Regions from separate parts of the Gossypium arboreum genome. Here region 1 is linked to region 2. A link is a contact called in public Hi-C data. All regions are on one chromosome and are shown on one strand. Each heading gives the region's core, a stretch centred on a gene start, on an enhancer-like site or on the middle of the called end of the contact. The rest is flanking DNA. Distances are from core to core; before and after follow the strand shown. Region 1 has its middle 48 kb from the start of LOC128282097. Region 2 has its middle 32 kb from the start of LOC128281963.

What was found. A called contact is a pair of places that touch in the nucleus more often than the background predicts.
Region 1: a contact with region 2 is called in a Hi-C map of leaf, with 2.3 times the contacts expected there. The contact joins two enhancer-like sites. A contact is called at or near these places in 2 of 5 Hi-C or Micro-C datasets (both in leaf).

Annotation. Positions count from the first base shown.
Region 1 is chr1:74,790,860-74,795,110 of ASM2569848v2, reverse strand. No RefSeq gene overlaps it. Among protein-coding and RNA genes, the nearest start is that of LOC128282097, 48 kb to the left of the region's middle. Within about 2 kb of position 2,685, at least 2 of the 2 cell types and tissues checked have an H3K27ac peak or open chromatin away from gene starts, as enhancers often do. A contact at or near this core is called in leaf, where this site is marked.
Region 2 is chr1:74,661,196-74,665,189 of ASM2569848v2, reverse strand. No RefSeq gene overlaps it. Among protein-coding and RNA genes, the nearest start is that of LOC128281963, 32 kb to the left of the region's middle. Within about 2 kb of position 2,624, at least 2 of the 2 cell types and tissues checked have an H3K27ac peak or open chromatin away from gene starts, as enhancers often do. A contact at or near this core is called in leaf, where this site is marked.

The DNA of each region.
Region 1 (4,251 bases), core at 1,436-3,935, 130 kb before region 2:
CTAAGATGATGCAACTTAACAAGTAAATGACTCTAAAATAATAACAAAATTAACAAATGTCTTTAAAATAATAACAAAATTAACAATAAAATAAGTTTTATATAATATCTAAACAACAACAACAAAATAGTAGCAACATAATAGTAAAATGGTAGCAAAATAAGGAGAAAACAAATAAGAAAATAATATTAAAAAAAATAAATTTTTTTATCCATTAGTGAATTCAGGCCGAGCCGGGCTTGGGCAAAAAATGCCTTACCCGAGGCCTGGCTCATTTTTTAAACAGACCTTATTTTTTTGTCCAAACTGATTTTTTTCAAACTTATATTTTTGCCTAAATCCTCCCACATTTCGGACGGGCCTTCGGGTCGGACCGAATGGCCTGACCCATGAACAGGTTTGCATCAAAGTATATTCAAATTTTAAAAATAATATTATTAAAAAAAGTAATTATGAAATCCAAATATAATAATATAAAAAAATAGAATACCTCTAATTCGAATTCGCAATAGTCTTGATCAAAGATGCTACAACCTTATTTGGTAATTATTCAAGTAGATCTTAGGACTTCTAAGGAATTAATTTGTTAATATTCATTTTTTTTTGTAATTTTATATTTATTTCTCTTCAATTTTAATCAATGAATATAATTAATTTTTATTATATTTAAAATTATAAATTTAATTTAATAAATATTATTAATATATATATTATTTAAAAATTATATTTTAAACTTAAAACAATTTATTATTATAACATTAGAGGTTAATTTAATTAAATAAAATCTTCAATAATTTATTTAAAACCAACTTCACATTTAACATATAAAAAGTTACAGAGAAAAAAAAGCAGCAAAGCAAAGCTTTCCAGTTCATAAACAACAAAACACAATAATGGATTGTGTTAGCTGTTATGTGAACGTTACCCAACTGTCATTTTTCTATAAGTCAGACTTTCATATCATATTCCCAAGGAAAAATAAAAAGAAATGGGTCAAGTTAGCATGTTGAAGCCTTTTTGGTTGGCCTTGGTCATGGCTATCTTAACCGTTGCCTCGGCACCGTGGCCGTCAGGAGCTGGAATCTCCGTGGGCATTTCCACCGCTACTATTGGCTTATCTTTGATTGTTTCTCTTATTACTTTTGTTTAAACATTAAATTTTGAAGGGCCTGTTTGGTTTTAATTTTGTTCTCACTGTAAATGTATTTATGAAATAAACTCAGAATTTTTAATCAAATCGGTATGAGTGTAAATTCAACCAATACTTAATTATTGAATCAGCTGAGATTGGGCTTCCTTTTTACCATTTCATTTAACCTTAACTTTTTACTGCACCGCATCCACGCTTTGATGTAAATCTGCCCCTACTAGCAATGGTTTTAGATAATATACACAGCAACTCAATTAAAATTTGTTATACCTTTTATAAGCGCGAGATAAGATGATAGGGTTTAAATTTGTATCACTTAAATATTAAATTAAATTTTTAAAAATTTGTTAAAATATTATAAAATTATTAAATTAAACATTTTAATAATAGTTCAAAGATTAAATTAGATATTAATCTTGACTTAATATACCATAACGGACAAGTGATTAAAACATTATAAATCAATAATATTAATGATTAAAATGTAACTTTTATATTTCAATAGTAAAAATTTACTAAAAGTTAATAATATTTTATAATTTACTCTTGTATTATTATAATAATATTCTTTCTTTATTTTTATTTTAAATTTTTATATAAAACCAATAAAAAGCATACATAATTTTTTCATCAACACTCTAATTTAATATTTACATAAATTATTAGTCGAAGCATCGGTATCGTTTTCTAAAGTAAAAACATCGCCGTATACTAACCTTTTTTTTGTGACATTAGATTAAAACGCAATAATATTTCTGAGTTGGGTTAATGCCAAGATTAGGTACACGTTTGTTTCTAAAAAAAGACTGTCGTTATTACCCTTTGTGACCATCGAAAGTTGTCGTTATTTTTTCACCAAAACAAAAAACAGTTGTCGTTATTTAATGGCGTTTATTTTACCCTTAATTTTCAAATGAAAATAATATTCCCTTTTTTCCTTGGGAAGTAAGAAAGAAATACAGCAATTAAAGTTTGTAGAGCAAGCATGGACCTTCTAGACCTTTTACAGTCCCATTCATGTTTTCACTCGTTACCTTAGCCTTCTCCATTAAGAATGATGGGAGGCCTAGCTGCCGCAACGGTATACCAATGCTGCACACGGCACATGGTGTTGGTTAGGGTTTCACATTCATACAAGAGAACATGCCGCCAACCGACAATTACATTTTCAAACCTTGAAACAACAGCTATCATTGGCTACGTGTCGGCTTCAAACTTGCCGTTGTCCATTCTTTTCTCAATCATTTCATCAAACACCTACCGCCCACACTTTTGAGCTGTTCAAATAACCCCCCTTCTACAAGTGCTTCCACTTCATTTTTTTTTTAGTTCATCTACCAAACCCTATATTCTTTCTATATATATGAAACCCCCACACCTTGAAAGGTTCGTATTGCATACAAAATTTGAGTTTTTATTGTTCTACCCTGAAAAACATTGTATAATTTTCTTTGTTAGTTTTCAGAGATGGCGAAAGTTTGCTTCTCTAAAGATATTTTGATCATGTTTATGGCTGTTGTGCTCTCCGTCGCCACCATTGTATCAGCTCAGGACAGTGCAATGGCGCCTGCACCGTCAATGGACACTGGATCTGCCTTCTCAACGCCGGTTACTGGTGTTACCGTTACGTTGTCTCTTATTATTTCCCTTCTTGCTCTTTTGAAGTCAGTGAGTTACATAATTTGAGTGGTTGGTTGTGTATTGTATTGTAATATATTGGATTTATTTCTATTTTATTATTATTATTATTATATTTTTTTTTGTATCAATAATTTTTATTTGTAATTAATAATTATAAGAAGGTTTTGGAATTTTCTGCAAATGGTATCTTTAGGTTGACAGGGTGCTGCGCCCTGTAAATGCGTCTGTCGGGGTGTGTTTTTGCCACTCGCCCAATTATTTCACTTTATACTTTTTCGAAACAGCAGATAAATAATAGGTAAAAATATATATCTTTACATTTTGTCTCTATTATGTAAAAAATAATAATTTATGTACAGTAAAAATTAATTTATTTATATTAGTATAAAATACATGACATATATAGAAATGGATGAATTTTTAACGGATTAATTTACTTTTTAATATAATATATATGAACTAATTTATTTATTTTTAAATAAATAAGGTAAAATATAATATAACTTTTAATATAAGAGCCTTTATGATATTTTTATTGTAATAATATTTTATTAAACACCGGTATTAAAGCTAATAACTACATCATTACCATAGCTACTAGGGCAGCGCATTCGACCCCTAAAATAGAAAATTTCACTATTAACTTTTAGAGTTTACAAGATTTTAATTTAATAAATGATAAAATTGTACTTTACTCTTTTAAAATAATAAAATTTTCATCTAATCTTTTAAAAATTATAAAGACATAATCTATTAAAATTATAAAATTATATTTTAACTCTTATAAAAAAATATCACTTAATTCTACCTTCACCTCACCTTACCTCACCTCACTAAATTTAACATCGTGAGATGCAAATGAAGAAGCGATCTGATGCTAAAAAAGACCCAACTTTGCAGCTACATGGTAGTTTCCCCAAGGGAAAGGGGGCTAAGACAAGGGTACAATAATTGCTCTTCTAGGCAAAAAAAAAAAAAAAAGGTTATAAATGGCTTGGCTTGAGTAAATTTACTAGTGAGGCTTATTGGTGATCCTTGATGAGGTTTATGGAGATTTTTGGAATGCGTAATTTCTTCATTGATATCATTTTGTTTCCATGCCCAAATACAGGACTTTAATGCCGGTATCTTTTTTCGTTTGTTGTTGTTCTTCTACTATTGCTTTCAACTTTTTTCTCATTGCTTTTGTTAAAAATTTATTTCCTCTTTTATCTATCTCTATGCTTTTGTTGTCTTTCCTTTCAAAATGGCCAATCTTATAAAGTTCTTAATAATGACAATCATGTTGTTATGATGTCTAAAACGACATCATTATTGATATGGCTTCATGGTTCTTTCTAGGGTTAATTGGATGTAGGGGTGAGTATTTGATCAAATCGAGTGAATAAAATTCGAATTAGTTGAGTTGACGAGTCTTATTTTATCATCCTAACTTTAATCGAGTAAATAAAATGAAATTT
Region 2 (3,994 bases), core at 1,375-3,874:
TAAAAAATAAAAATTTAATTTTTAAAATATAAGTTAAGTATTAAGAGATGAATTTTTTATTTTTGCAATTAAGACATTTCAATTGATGTTGAGGGAATTGTAGTGGTAATATGAAATCAATTAATAGCATTTTTGATCTTTACCTCAGTTATAAAAAAAAAAGTCTTTAAACTTAATTAATTTCATTATATTTACACGTTATCTTAAGTCATAATATTTGTGAAGTCAAATGATCCTAAGGAAACAACCACAGGAATAAATTCCAGTTTCCTAATTTATCTATTATCCATCCATATTATAAAATTCTCAATTGTTTTTCTCTAAAGTTACTTCTAAGGAGGCCTAGTTGCCGCACACGGCACATGGTGTTGGTTATGGTTTCACATTCTTAGAACTGAACATGCTAACCGACAATAACCTTTTCAAACCTTGAAATAACACCTAACCTTTGCAACGTGTCTGCTTCAGACTGGTCGGCGTACATTCTTTGAACCATTCCATCAAACACCTACCGCCCACTATTTTGAGCTGTTCTACAAGCTGGCTCCACTTCATTTCTTAGTTCATCTACCAAAATCTAAATTCCTATTATATATATAAGAAACCCCCACATCTTGAAATGTCAATTGCTTACAAAATTTGAGTAATTTCTTTTTCTTGCAAAAATTTGTATATTTGCCCCGTTTGTTTTAAGAAATGGCAGAGCTTTGCTTCTCTAAAGGCATTATGATCATGTTTGTTGCCGTTGTGCTCTCACTCACCACCACTGCATCAGCTCAGGACAGTGCAATGGCGCCTGCGCCGTCAATGGATACCGGAGCTGCTTTCTCGCCAGCGGTTTCCGGAATTGCGGTTATGTTCTCTCTGATTGTTTCCCTTGTTGCGCTTTTGAAGCACTGAATTGAGTACATTTGAGTGATTGAGTATTGTATCATATTGAGTTTATTATTAATTAATTACTAATAATTACTGTTATTGTTACGTATGATATCAACTTTTGTGTGGTCATGGTTTTGGGTTTTTGTGTTGTTTCTTTACTCTTAACACAAACTTCAATTTGATTACCGGTCCTATAATTATTAAAAACATATATATTAAATTTATAAAATCGATTTAATTAATTTAAAAATAAATTTTATTTTAGTTTTTGACATTTTACTGATTACAAACAATTTGCTGATTCAAATAATAGCTATTTATGGCTGCAAGTACAATCACTTCTGTAATCAATATTTATAATTGTTGAACCGTCTAACAATACCAGAATTTTTATAGCTGGACGGGATTAGCAAGAACACGCAATATGAATATAACACAATACGGACACAGTGACAACAATTTTAGAAAACGAAGATACAAATACAACAAGGTACAACAATAAGAAATATATTTTTTATATTAAAATACTTTTTATTCACAATCATTTTATTAAAATAATAGTAACACTTGATTATTTAATCTTAATTAATTAAAATATTTTAAGCTAAAATTTCTACAAATTAAATGTTGTTATTAAAGATAAAAGTGAGTAGATAACAGAAATTAAGAGTTAAAAGAGAATTTTATATTTTATTCATTAATGAGAATGTTTTATTATGCTTCTCTAATCTCTATATTTATAAACATTAAATTCTTAATGTATAAATTTATCTTGATATAATAATAAAATGTTACTTATAGTAGTTTAAGTTAGAGGTGTGCATGGGCCGGGCCGGGTTCAACTAAAAATTTATACTCGTTTGTTAGGTCCGAGCTCAAAAAATGGACCTAAAATTTTATCCAACCCGACCCGAATAAAAATGTTAAAATTTGGTCCCGACTCGGCTGTCCATATTAATTTTTATATAATTTTAAAATATATATAATACATCAAAAATACTAAAAATATCAAAATAAATATATCCCAATAAATTGAAAATAAAATTTTAAAAAATGTGTATACTTAAATAACACTAAGATAGATGCAACTTAACAAGCAAATGACTCTAAAATAATAACAAAATTAAAAAATATCTTTAAAATAATAACAAAATTAACAATAAAATAAGTTTTATAAAATATCCAAACAATAACAACAAAATAGTAGCAACATAATAGTAAAATGGTAGCAAACTAGGGAGAAAATAATAAGAAAATAATATTAAAAAAACATATTTTTTTGTCCTTTAGTGAATTCGGGCTGAGCCCGAGCAAAAATACCTTACTCGAGGCCTAACCTGTTTTTTAAACAGGCCTTATTTTTTTGTCCAAACCTATTTTTTGGGCTTATATTTTTACTCAAATCCTTCTACATTTTGGGCAGGAGTTCCAGCCAAACCGAGTAACCTGACCCATGAATAGGTGTAGATTACGTATAGCATTGGCAAATAACCCAAATATATAATAATATAACCAAAGCAACAAGCCCACAATCAAGTAAAGAAAACTTGACAAAAAAGACCCACACCACTTTAGTGAAACGGTGAGTTTAATAAACCTAAAAAAAAACCCCGTCTTTCTCATTTCTTTCAACCGCTACCAATCATTTTCATTTTATCAACTAACAGATCGCTTCTTCATCAGCTCAACGGCCGCCACTCATTCGTGTCTGTCAATCTCCATTTTGGGGCACCGGTGTCTTGACCATGTCCAACTTCTTTTTTTTTGATGTATTTCGACATATCCCATACGTATTCGCAGCATCTGGGTTAAACACCCATACGACACCGGCACGAGAGGGAAAGAGCTGTATCGGTGCTTCATAGATTCAAATAATTTTCAATTTTTTAAATTATAATTATTTTAATTTTAATTATAATAATTTATTTTACTTTTAATATTTGATAACACAATTTAAATTCACCTCATAAAAAATGTAAATTATATATATTTAATAGATATCATGGTAATCAATACAAACCAAGCTGTTTCTCAATCAATACCAAGTAATTAGAAACACAATACTAGCTTTTACTGGTAGTTGGTATAAACTTTTGATATTTCAAACTTAACTTTCATTTATTTTTATCTTAAACATTTTAAAGTTATTTAACCTAATAAATATTTACATATAAATATATTCATATTAACATAATTTATTAAGAAACTAAAATTAATAACTGAGATATATTTGTATGTATATGTTTCAAATACGTTAGTGAAATAAATAATAATGTGAAATATTGATTTAACTCACAAGATCAAACTAGAATAATATATATAAATGTGATAAACAAAAATTGGAAAAAAAACTGGATCGAAATTGTGCACTCGTAGGTAAGCAGAAATCTGACTCGTAGTTGAGGCCTGTTTTCACAGTCTTCTTAAGACAGATTCAGCCGCTCCTTTGGTGCTGGAAAATGTTGGTCGACTGTCTCCCATGACACAACAATGAGATGAGCATGACAGTAGCACGACTGTAGTGATAAATGAACTGTAGTCTAGCTTTCTTCTATCACCGAAAATAGGTTCGAAATATACAGGGAAAAGATCTCAAAAATTTTTGCAGGAAAAATAGAGAAAAATTCACTGTGTTTTTCTCCTGCAGATTATTTCAGTTTAAATAAAATATTCAAAATGAAAGAACTTTTGGAATTTTTTTTTTACTAATGGAGCCATTAACGTCCGTGAATTAAGAACCATTAAAAATCCAAATTAACGTCTGAATTAAAGGAGCCATTAAACTTAATTTAATATTTCTCCTTTTAATCCCAAACAAAATTTGAAGAGATTAGTTCTGCTGAGAAAAAATAAAATTATTTATTGGGATAAATATATCTGTAGGCCTAGAAAGGCTCGATCGGTCCAGATATTTCGATTCGCCCACGTCGTGCAGGTGCGCCCCCAACCTCGGTAGGTTTGGATTTGCACCCCTAGCGCGCGAGGGAGAGCATTAGCTTAGTCATTCAATAACCACCAAGTTGGTTCATATATATAAACATATTCCACACTTGATATCTAACCAATGTGGAACTAAACTTTCCATTTTCTCTACATAATTCACAAGTGGCTTACT